2 separate regions of the Mus musculus genome follow, and region 1 is linked to region 2. Evidence: chromatin contacts called from public Hi-C data. All regions are on one chromosome and are shown on one strand. The core of a region is the stretch at or near the end of the contact, and the rest is flanking DNA. Distances in the headings are between cores, read along the strand shown.

The links. A called contact is a pair of places that touch in the nucleus more often than the background predicts.
Region 1: a Hi-C map of uterus shows a contact between it and region 2, with 1.8 times the contacts expected there. The contact joins two enhancer-like sites. A contact is called at or near these places in 1 of 15 datasets of contacts at CTCF or cohesin (the NIH/3T3 cell line), 7 of 484 Hi-C or Micro-C datasets (the N1E-115 cell line, bone marrow-derived macrophages, embryonic fibroblasts and 4 more), 3 of 115 datasets of contacts at active chromatin or transcription factors (embryonic stem cells, extraembryonic endoderm stem cells and pancreatic cancer cells) and 2 of 9 other capture datasets (adipose tissue and pancreatic islet).

Annotation. Positions count from the first base shown.
Region 1 is chr6:121,065,741-121,068,811 of GRCm38.p6, reverse strand. The region is part of intron 1 of Mical3 (microtubule associated monooxygenase, calponin and LIM domain containing 3); the gene reads left to right. All of the region lies in intron 1 of Gm4651 (predicted gene 4651), which reads right to left. Among named protein-coding and RNA genes, the nearest start is that of Gm4651, 2.8 kb to the right of the region's middle. Within about 2 kb of position 1,626, at least 25 of the 459 cell types and tissues checked have an H3K27ac peak or open chromatin away from gene starts, as enhancers often do. A contact at or near this core is called in the N1E-115 cell line, pancreatic islet and uterus, where this site is marked.
Region 2 is chr6:121,164,521-121,167,585 of GRCm38.p6, reverse strand. It overlaps a transcript of Mical3 not described here. Among named protein-coding and RNA genes, the nearest start is that of Pex26, 18 kb to the left of the region's middle. Within about 2 kb of position 1,280, at least 56 of the 459 cell types and tissues checked have an H3K27ac peak or open chromatin away from gene starts, as enhancers often do. A contact at or near this core is called in the N1E-115 cell line, pancreatic islet and uterus, where this site is marked.

The sequences.
Region 1 (3,071 bases), core at 377-2,876, 99 kb after region 2:
GATCCATCTCCTATGCTGTGTCTAAACCTTGTTAGGTCATGTTAAAGTCTTCGGATTCTCTTCAGGGGGTCGAGGTGCCTGTACATCCAGGTTTTAGGCAGGTCAGTCTGTCACCGCCAGCATGAACAGACCTACTGTAGTCTACTGTGGTGATTCTGTAACAGCTGCACGTGCGTCGTACTGAGAGCTTTAGCACAAGGAGCACAGCAGGGTAGGAGTCTAGAGCAGCTGGTCTCAACCTTCCTGACGCTGCGACCTTCAATGCAGTTTTCTCATGTGGTGGTGACCCTCACCATAAAATTATGTCATTGCTACTTCACAACTATAGTTTTGCTACCATTATGAGTTGTCACGTAAATATCGGATATGCAGGATACCTGATATGTGACCCCTGTGAAAGGGTAGTTTGATCTCTGAAGGGGTCACAACCCACAGGTCGAGAACCCCTGGTCTAGAGCAAGGCAACACCAAGTGTCCTCCCTCCTCAGACAACCATGCCCATAGAAAGTGGCACCACTGTCACGTGGCTGGAATTACAGCCATCTGGGCTGGTGAGTCACTGCTGTCTTGGTGGGCAGAACCTCACCTTCGAAATGCAAGGTGTAGTGTCAATCAACATGGGCAGTGATGGGGGCAGGCCAGACTCCAAGCTTTGAACCTTGATGGACAGACAGCAGGCATCACCCGCACTGTTTCTCGTCCACACCCACCTTGCCCTTGTCATGAGACATTAAAGTATTTCTTCCCTCTGCTTTGGGTCTGGCTTCTCCACCTGTACTCTGAAGTGTGAGGCATAGGGAGGCCTTGCTGAGGCTCCTGCAGCCCCACCTTCCCGCTCAGGGTCAGGATCCTGCTGGTGAGCAGTGGGCTGGAAAGCAGAGGGAGGAGCCTTCCCTGGGGAAGAAGGCAGGAAAGACCAGAGGCTAAAAATAGGCAGTTGTGAGAACCTGGGAGTGCTCCCTGAGGCCAGCCGCGCACCTCCCACGATGGCTGGGCTCTGTGCACAGGGTGTTTAGAGGTCCTTGTCAAACAAATATCATTGACACCCTAAATGTCAGCTTTTACTGTGCACCCCATATATGATAGTCTGCTGACCGTCCGATGTGTGTTACCCAGTCATCTAGGGATGCAGGTGTGTGTTCCATCCCTGTGCATGTGCCCACATGTGCTCACACGTGCATGTAATGGGTGTGTCTGCATGTGTGTGGCGCTCGGAGGCCTTGCCAAGTTCTCCATTTATCTACTTAACAGTGCTTCACAGCAAGCCTCTTTGGGTCAAATCAAAGCATCTCCCAGGACTGGGTTTGGGCCAGTGAATGGGCAGCCTGGGTCATGGGCTGCACAGGGGGCCTCGTGCTGCGGAACACAGGATGGAAGGCATGCTGTGTTAGCTGTTCTCGAAAGGTCTTGACCTCCAGCTGCCTCATTTTTCCACTTTTCCTCCAAGAAGTAGGGCTGTTTTCCCACTAAGGTAAAATCCGATCTCCCTTACCTGACCACGCAAGCAAGTCAGTAGGCTTGCCCTGGTTAAAGTGGCAAAAGTTCCCTCTGTGCCTTCTGGGCATCTAGAGGGTTCTCTAAGGAGAATCCATTACAGCTCTTGCTGGCAACTATTTCACACTCTATGTTGTGTGGAGTGTCCCCACAACAATAGGTCTCCAGATGATGCTGAGTCCCGTCTCCTGTCCTAACTTCTCTTCCATGTCTGCTTTTGTGTCCCTCTATGAGTCTGTCTGTCGTTCCCACAAGCTGGGAAAGGTCTGCTCTTCTGCAGACTGCCCCTGGCTAGGCTCTGGTCCTCCCTGTCTTGACTTCTGATTAGCCAACCCCCACGGTGAGCAATAGTGCCTGGGCTTGGGTGACTCATTCCATTCCTGTTGTCTCGGCCCGCTCACTAAATATAGCCTCCCCTTTCTCCCATCCCTTCATCTTCCCATCTCTGGGCAGAAAAGTTACCCAGCTTGTGGTCTTCGATGTGGTGGGCTAGGCAGGCAGCACCCTGGGTGAGGTGGGGGGCTTCTGCTTGCTGCCACCAGGCTGGTGTGGAGGACACCTCAGTTCTCAGGACCCTGTTTGGAGTAGTGGGTCTGTGTTACCAGGGCAACCAGATCTCAGGGTACAGCTCCTCGCAGTGCCAGTCCTTTGTGAGACCGTTGTTTTATTTGGGAGGATCTGGGGGTCAGTAAGAATCGATGGTCTAATGTGGGTTCTTCATTATCCTTTTAGGGAAACTGGTCACACAGCCCCAGGGGGTTAAGGAGCAGAGAGCTCACCAGCAGGTGTTGGTCCTGTCTGTCAACGAAGGAGCCCCACCCCAGCCAGCCAGAGTCACAGTGAACTTCAGCTTGGGCTTAGAGCCTGAGGTGTCCCTTTTTTTTCAGTTTCATGTGCCTGGGTACATGGGGCAAAGTGAACTCAGGCCTTTATTATGGTTTTCAGGCAGGACGGGTCTGCCGTAGTCTTGCCACATCACTGGTCCAGTCGAGCTTGGGGAAGGAACTTCCCCTGCAGGGACCACCTTGAGAAATGGTAGCCCACAGAGCTAGGAGTGGGAAAGGGAACCAGGTCTTTGTTTTTGGGAGCTGTGGAGAATAATAGTCCATAGCAGTTGGCCCCTGAAGTGTGTCACCTACCTCTGTCTAGCCTAGACTATATTTGTTGTCATTGTCATTGTCTTTTTTTTTTTTTTTTTAAGAGACAGGGTCTTAATTACACAGCCCTGGCTGGCCTGGATCTTGCTATGCAATCCAGGCCTCAAATTCTGAGACCTGCCCTTTTCTGCTTCCCAAAAGCTGGGGTTAAAGGCGTGCACCACACCCAGCTACACTGGTGTTGTCTTAGTTTTGCTCCTACTCCCTAATTTTATCTTTGTCTGTTTATTTGCTTGTATTAAGTTAGTCTGGCTTCGGCTGGCAGGGAATGCATTGTTTAGTCCAAGGTGACCTCAGACCTGGGATTCCCCTGCCTCAGCACCCTAAATACTGGGACTACAGGCGTAGACCACCACACTCAGCTAGCCTCGCTGTGTCATAAAGAAAGAGTTACACCGTGTATGATGGAGATATTTTACC
Region 2 (3,065 bases), core at 31-2,530:
GGTTCGTTTTTCCTCTTTCGAGACAGGGTCTTGCTCTACCATTGGCTGTAGCTGATCCTGACCCTCAGCAGCCCATCCCTTAGGAGGTGTGGGGGCTGAAACAATCCTTCAGGCATGCCCAACAGTCAGGCTTAATCATCTTAGTCTAAAAGTGTTTGTGGTGCTGGGAATGGGTCCTGGGGCATTGGGTTGGCCAGTGGGGTGAGTCTAGACCGAGCCTCATTCTTCTCTCTTAGAGAGAACCAAATTCTCGATGCCCATCAGACATGCTGACAGGGCACAGTGCTACCCCTGCAGACCCACGTATGAGGACCCCAAGGGGCCCTTTCTCCTAGCTAGGCCAGGTGCAAGCAAGGGCTGGCAAGGTTAAGCAGAGGAAACAGGGTTGGAGGGGGTAACCTGGGAGTAGTGTAGAAAGCTAGGTATGGGCGAGAACATCCAGGTTCCTTCTCTAGAAGGAACTAGTTCATGCAGAACTAGGAAAAGGCTATGGGGTTGGGACAGAGCTATGAGGACGTCCTGAGCACTTTTACCTCACTAGGTTATAAGGGTAAAACACAGTCATTGCTCAAACAGAACCTTGAGTAATAGGGACAGCCATATGCAGAAGAGTAGCATAAAAATCTTTTAAGTTTTCGAACAATTGAACCTCCAATCCAATTAGCATATTTTATGGATATTCATTCCCCACCCCATTTTCCCTCCCTCTCCTTCCTCTACCTGGTGCTGGGGCTAAAACCCAGGGCCTCCTTGATGCCAGGCAAGTGCTGTGCCACCCAGCTTTGTAGGTATTCTCAAGGTATAAAGTTTTCGCTACCCAGATGGCCCAGCCTGAGGTTCTCTATGCCTCTCGCTGGTTAAATCACACAGCCCCTACCACATCCTGACAAGTTCCCACCTAGTCCCTACCTAGCTGCCTGACATTGACTTCTACGTCTGTGGTGGGAACAACCTCAGACCAGCTTTTCTGAACAAGTCAAATCCTTCCTCATTCCCGGACCTTTGCAAACTCCGAGTCCTCAGCTGAGAGCGCTCAGTGTGACCTCTCCTATACCACTCTTAGGCCTGTGTGCCAAAAGTAGAATCGGCCGTGTCCTCGACGGCCACAGCTGTACAGAATACGGGAGGCCAGAGAGATAGAGACGGAGCCCAGATTCCCCTCCCCTCCTGCTTAATTTTTCTTTGCTATTCACATGCTGACTGCCTGACCTCACCCTGTGAGATGCCACAGAGATTAGCTAATTAACGATAGTGACTCTCTGGGGACATTGGGTCGTTAATATTTAACAGACACAGCTGAGAGAGCAGTGACCCAGGAAGGCAATGGTGAGAGGCTCTGAACATCCTGATGGGAGGCCCGTGCTCCATCCTCTGTACTTCCCAAAGGCTGCACTCCACTCTTGGCAAGGCACAGCCTAGAGTGCATGCAGCCTGGAGGCTCGCCTCACACACCATCCAATACACACAGTGCTCCTCCTTGTGGTATTCTAGACCTCTGGGGATTCTGGGAGACCTAGCGGCCACCATCCCTGTCTTGGGTCCTATTCCCCATTCCCAGAGCAGAGAGGAGCCTGGGGACAAAGGAGATTTGAAAAAGAGGAGGAAGGCAAGGAGGAGGGGAAGGGAAAGGAGGGGGAAGGAAGGAGGAAGAGAAGGAGAAGAAGAGGAAGAAGAAAGGAAAGGGGAGGAGGAGCAATGGTCACTGGCAGCGAATAAATCCAAGCAAAAGACCTGTACCAGCTGCAGTCTGATGGAGAGAGTCAGCATGCCCTTGAATTATTCTGTTTATACTTAATACAAACTGATAGTCTGGGCCTAAATTTAATAGCTTGCACTGCAGTTGCAGGTCATTCATGAAGACAAATGCACGCCGCAGTTTTTGCCCATCCAGATTTATTCAGGGTTCTGGCACCACTCCACACCAAGCCTTGCTGATTTCCTGGATAACTTCACTGTCTAAACAGACCATTTCTTTACAAACTAGGGATCAGAGCCCATTACTGTGTCGTGAAATTGATTAGAGGGTTGTAACAGGATTATGTTTTAAAGAAACATGAGCATGTCCAAGCACTTCACCTAAAGGTTGTATGATTTGGAGCTATAATGTTTACTTAGACAATACACATTGAACAAAAACCTACCAATGAGATCATTTCAATAATATATTTGCATGTAGTAGATCATAATGTAAACTACATTTTTTATTGCACAGCATAATTAAAATTCGATGTATATATAGTGAGATATTAGTTGGCCTTTCAGGGGAAGAAAATTCTGACACTTAAGGACATTATAGTAAGCAAATTCAGTCAGCTACAAAGAGAAAATATTTCTTGATACCACTTATAAGAGGCTCCTAGAATAGCCAAGTTCACCGAGAACGTTATAGAATTCCATGGGCTGGTGATGGTGTGAGGAACAGAGTTTTGGTTTTTCTGAAGAAAATAGTTCTGTGAAGGATGGGGATGATGATAACACTGGTCATGGTAGGAACACTTTTGTGTGTGTATGAGGAGTCGAGAGCAGAATCCTACTGGGTTGCCCAAACTCAATTTGAGCTCACTGTGTAGTTCAGGTTGGCCTTGAACTTGTGACCCTCCCACCTCTGTCTCCCAAGTACTAACTATTAGCATCCAGCTCCCCAGTTTTTACCCCAGCATCCAGCTTACATATGAACCCAAGTTCTTTGGAAAAATAGCAAGCACTTTGTCTGTGTCGCCATTCTCTCCACCCCGCCCCCACACACTTGCCATTTTTTTTATTAGATATTTTCTTCATCTCCATTTCAATTGCTATCCCAAAGTCTCCTATACCCTCCCCCAGCCCTGCTCCTCTACACACCCACTCCCACTTCTTGGCCCTGGCGTTCCCCTATACTGGGGCATATGAAGTTTGCTAGACCAAGGGGCCTCTCTTCTCAATGATGGCCAACTAAGCCATCTTCTGCTATGTATGCAGCTAGAGACACGAGCTCTGGGGGTACTGGTTAGTTCATATTGATGTTCTGCCTATAGGGTTGCAGACCCCTTCAGCTCCTTGGGTACTTTCTCTAGCTCCTCCATTGG